2 separate regions of the Zea mays genome follow, and region 2 is linked to region 1. The links are chromatin contacts, called in public Hi-C maps. All regions are on one chromosome and are shown on one strand. Each heading gives the region's core, a stretch centred on a gene start, on an enhancer-like site or on the middle of the called end of the contact. The rest is flanking DNA. Distances are from core to core; before and after follow the strand shown. Region 1 holds the start of LOC100276845. Region 2 holds the start of LOC100217040 (isovaleryl-CoA dehydrogenase).

Region 1 (2,700 bases), core at 190-2,689:
GGTTCGGGCCACAAGAGTAACAAAGCTAACTAATAGTGTAAGGATAGAAAGCATATTTGTAGGTGAGATAAATCCAACCATAAATTGACCTAAATCGGGCATGATTCACTACCATTGACAAGCAGGCATCTCTTTCTTCCCAAACTATGAGAAAACAGAAAAATAAACTTCCAGCTTATACAAAACTTGACGACATTCAATTACATATAACTATATGAAGGGTTGTCTGGTACGAAGGAAGACAAAGAAATTGCACTTCTCCTTCGAGATTATTGTTAAGCGGTATAATAGGAATTAGGAAATGCTCACTGTGCTTGAAGAAGCATGTGGTATATAAAGTGGAGACTGCCGAAGGTAATTTACCCTGACAGTGAAGAATAGATGCCTGTTGCTACTCCTGCCAAGCTATAAATGATTTGGGACAACCCCGGAGTAGCATTTAGCACTCCAAGGAATCCATCATACAATGTGCCCCCATATTCATCATTTATGATGCCTGCGAGAACAAAGTGCCAGATTAACAGTTCAAAATATCTAGGGGGAGATGTGTCGTTTTTCAGATTATTTTTTTATTTAGCATTATTTTCCGTCCCCAGAAAAAACCGAGCTAGGAACAGTAGCTGAAAGCAACTCCCGATGTTGACTCGTCCTACCCCTAGCATATGGAATTCCCAAGACCCAAGTAGTACCTGCTCAACAACTCATTTGGACTCGTCTACCCTACGCCTCATGTGAAGTAAAAAAGAATCTCCACTAGCAGTAAAAAAGTAGTCGTGGGATTCGACCAAAAAAACAGACGTGCAACCTTGGCTGATAGACCAATAACAAAATCAATTATCAAATGCACAGGCTTATACTCCAATCGAAACACCAGCATCATGCATGCAGCATCCGAATCGAATGACTGATGAATCAGGTAATAACAGGGTGCCACCGGTCGGATCGTCGGAGGCGGGGGATTTGCAGCCTCCATCCAATCCAGGGGGGTCACAATGGCGTCGGAAACAGCAGGAGACGAGAAGTCGGAGCCCAGCGACCCGCCGTGCAAAAGCTAGCATCTAGGCAGCGGCGCGCGCACCGGACCTAGACCCACACGGAGTGGGGAACGCCGGATCCGCCGCGATTGCAGGGCGAGGATAGGAGCTCGAGCGAAGCTGAGAGTAATGGCCGAAATGGAAGGCAGGATGCCGCACCGCAACTGACCTTGGGCGGATCGGAGGCTTGAAGCCAGGTGCAGGCGCGGGTAACCGCCACCGCCTCCCGCTCCCCTTCCTCCGTCTCCTGCTCGGTGTCATGGTCCTCGCGGTCGGGAACATTTCTCGGCCTGCCGCGTTTTTGGTGCTGCGAGGAGCGGGGAGCCAGTGACGCGAGACGCGACGGCCTCACAGCCTCGGCACGCGACACCGGACAGGCGGGACACGCACGGGTAGGCGTCTACTAGGGTACTGCAACTAGGGGAAAGTGAAAAGTAACGGGAAGCGCATTGACTGTTTGTGCACGGACGGGGGCCCACAGGCCAACGACAGGCATGTGCTGTGCAGTGCAGGTGCAGCAGTAGCCAGTGCCCAGTAGGTGCAGGCGTGCAGCGCGCCCCAGTGAATGGTCCCCGGCTCCCCGCCTTGGCCTGGCCCGCCTTGGTCAGCAAGAAAAAATATATAGTCAGCCCTTTTTCTCATCTTCTAAAAGAAAAATAAAAGAAAAAAACGAATTCACCGTCATCCTCCTCCGTCCCAAAAGGCGTCGTCGACCATGAATTTTCCAGCGCACTCATGAATTTTCAGCCCATATCTGAACTTGGTTTAGAAAAATTCTAGGGCAAAAACCTCCTTGTGTGGTCTAAAAAAATGCATGACAAAATGTAGACACAAACTAATTAAATTAATATATTTATATATGTAGTATATTTGTATATTATCATAAATCATATGAGAGATAGTTATATACAACACTTATTCTATAGAGAAGCAAATAGAAAAGTGTGCTATAAGTTGTACATTAGAAAAATAGTATATAAATCTATAAAATCAATTTCTATATCTCACCTCATGAATTTAAGATGGGCTTATATATAATCTTTGGAAAGTTGTGAATATCACATTCTAAAAAATAGACTACTGATTAGTTAGATTCCTATTCCTCAAAATGAAGGGAAACAAACGGGGCCTTAGCAGTTCAGGGGTGGTTTGTTCGGTTATTATAACACTTTATATCATTTTCATCCTAAATTTGTAGTGTGGGAAACACAGGAGAATAAAGGAAAATAATTTATTAACGGCTACCAATCTTTGCTTTTGTGTGTGTGATGTTGTAAAGGAGTCGTACAAACACATATCCCTCTATTCCTAATCAATGATATACTTGAGCCAGGAATTACGAAATACATATCATGGATCCTTTTTTTTCTCTCTACCAACCATTTTTCTGATGTTATTGAGACGATTTAGTTCTGATGTTATTGAGACGATTTAGAGCGTGTTCGTTTTAGTGCAATCTATGTGGTTTAGACAGGATTGGGTGATTTAAATCCATAGCAAGTCAAAATTACTCTTAAATTTTTCCAATATCCTTCAGTCCATGTGGGATGAGAATAATTGAACTTACATATTTAGTTTCATCGAATTCTTTTCCAGCTATGTATCTATCTCACAAAGTTGAAGGCAAAATATTGGACACCAAGAACAGGTTGACCGCATCATTATT
Region 2 (2,700 bases), core at 45-2,544, 390 kb after region 1:
GTGAGGCGTCTATTGTTACTTGGTTTACGAGCCAGAGGCGTCTCTTCACGGAGAGACGGCTCTAAGATTATTTTGCAAATAACCCCCTAAAACACCTTAAGAGCCCCCACATTAAACACCACTGTACATGCCCTTAGCGGATGCTGATGCTTGGTTTCTTTATTACACCATCATCACAATGAATAATGTCTTGCCCAAAAGGGGATAGCGAGCCAAGAAACGTGTCTGGTTCCCCACCTTATCATCTCGAGAGCATGCGGGCAAGATTCCACTTGCTTTGATAGGCGAGCCAGCTCGGCAATTCCTCCGTAGAGAATCAAGTGTCTCTAATAACAGTGTTCTATTTCGATAATATAGAGCTTAACTCATAAAAGACAACTACAACAATCATATATTTTATATATATTTTTTTAAAAGAAATCTATAGATCATACTATGATTAACCCAAATATACTACACTTCATATTAGTGCCTATTTTTTTTGTTTTCCAATTTATTCTAAACATTTTTTATCTTGATAATGCAATACATGATTCAGGGTCTAATCATTGGAGCTCAATTTATTTTTAATGTCCTAGATATTTTGAATGATGCAGTATGTCAATTTTTAAGATATTATTTTAAAACACATTTTGAGATGCTTAATATATACTAGTATGTTCGGTTACGTCTATTATTTTGTCCCGGTTGCATGGTCTCTTGCGTGCTCAATTTCAATTTGGTTTGCTTTGGCGCCGTGGCGTGGCGATCTCATATGAGGGGGTGTTTGGTTTCTAGGGACTAATGTTTAGTCCCTAGATTTTATTCCATTTTAGTTCCAAAATTGCCAAATATAGAAACTAAAACTTTATTTTATTTTCTATATTTAGCAATTTATACACTAAAAAGTAATAAAATGAAGGGACTAAACATTAGTCCCTAGAAACCAAACACCCACTGAGTCACGTCATCATAATATTCTGCTCTGAACTCTGCGCCCATTCAGACCTTAGGAGACCGAAGGGGATTAGATAAGATTTAAAAAGGTTTTAACTTATAAAAGAGTTAACTAATCCACATCCGTCCCTCTCAACACAATAGGCTCGTGTGGATAAGTGGATGTGGATCCGATACAATCCCAATCCCATGCAGTCCGGTCGGTGGATCCAATGCGATCAGGCCGGCAGCTCCCTGGCCGGCTCCCAGCCCGAGCCCATCATTGCGCCGCCGCCTCCAGCTCCAGCTCATCCGGATGAGGGGGAAGGAAGACGATACCAGACGCTACTCCTACAACTCACCACCACTACACTATCCCCTCCGCTCTCTCTCCGCACTACTGCGTATTAGGTAGCCTCTCGCATTGACAAGCCAGCCGGTGGTTTGGTTCGCTTTGCTTTGCTTACGTGCTGCGCTGCGCGCTCCGACCAGGCCCGCCCCGACCGGCGATGCAGCGGTGGCTCCCGGCGCTCCTCCGCCGCGCGGCGCCCGGCGGCGGCGCGGCGCGGCTCCTCGCCACGTCCTCCCTCCTCTTCGACGACACGCAGGAGCAGGTGCGTCATGCGCTCGCTCTCTCCACTTCCCACTCGGCGGGCCCGCCGCCATTGCGCCTCGCCCCATGCCTGATCGACCCAATTCCTCGCCCGCCCGCCCCCTTGCACCCCGCCGCCAGTTCAAGGAGAGCGTGCGCAAGTTCGCGCAGGAGGCCATCGCGCCGCGCGCCGCGGCCATCGACGCCTCCAACCACTTCCCGCGGGACGTGGACCTGTGGAGGCTCATGGGAGACTTCAACCTCCACGGCCTCACCGCGCCCGAGGAGTACGGCGGGATGGGGCTCGGGTACATGTACCACTGCATCGCCATGGAGGAGATCACCAGGGCATCCGGCGCCGTCGGCCTCTCCTACGGCGCGCACTCCAACCTCTGCATCAACCAGCTCGTGAGTCGTCGTGACTGCCGCTCTGGTTGTTTATGGCAGGCAGAGGACACGCGCGGTAACCAAATCATTTGATTACTCACCCAAGCGGCAATGCTACTTGTTGTGTGCAGGTCCGGCACGGAAACCCGGAGCAGAAGCTCAAGTATCTGCCCAAGGTGCTGTGCTTTTCCGGATTTGCTTCACATCACCATGATGTTTGATGTTTCACAAGGACCGTAGTTTTCTCAAGGAAAAAGATGCACATCGCTAGGATTTCGAATGTTTTCTGTCATGACGGGTTATATTCACGCGTTTTTCATTTTTGCCTTCTCTCCGAAGCTGATCAGTGGGGAGCATATCGGGGCACTGGCGATGAGTGAACCCAACTGTCAGTACCATTCCAACCCCGTTGCTGCTCTGTTCTTCTCCAGCAGTACTATAAGGTTCCTTCTAACGCGTTGCTGAAATGTAATTTCAGCTGGCTCTGATGTCGTCAGCATGAAGTGCAAAGCTGAGAAAGTGGACGGTGGCTATGTCCTTAATGGGAATAAGATGTGGTGCACCAATGGCCCGTCTGCTCAGACACTGGTATTTTTGCTCTTCTTACATTCATTCCCCTATGCTTTCTGCACTCCTGTTATCCTGCTAATTCATCCATGTTGGGATTTTACAGGTTGTTTACGCAAAAACAGATCTAGCTGCAGGGTCAAAAGGAATAACTGCATTCATAATCGAGAAAGGGATGCCCGGGTACAGAACCACTCCGTTATCTTCATTGGACATGATTGAACCTGAACGTGTATGTA

Evidence for each region. A called contact is a pair of places that touch in the nucleus more often than the background predicts.
Region 2: a contact with region 1 is called in a Hi-C map of ear, with 5 times the contacts expected there. The contact joins the promoter of LOC100217040 here to the promoter of LOC100276845 in region 1. A contact is called at or near these places in 3 of 25 Hi-C or Micro-C datasets (bundle sheath, ear and tassel).

What each region holds. Positions count from the first base shown.
Region 1 is chr6:34,470,397-34,473,096 of Zm-B73-REFERENCE-NAM-5.0, forward strand. It overlaps LOC100276845, which reads right to left and starts at 1,440. Exons shown (of 5, transcript XM_020539818.3): 1 at 1,204-1,440. The coding sequence starts at 1,316.
Region 2 is chr6:34,857,428-34,860,127 of Zm-B73-REFERENCE-NAM-5.0, forward strand. It overlaps LOC100217040 (isovaleryl-CoA dehydrogenase), which reads left to right and starts at 1,295. Exons shown (of 12, transcript NM_001143412.1): 1 at 1,295-1,915; 2 at 2,026-2,070; 3 at 2,234-2,282; 4 at 2,373-2,482; 5 at 2,568-2,644. The coding sequence starts at 1,595.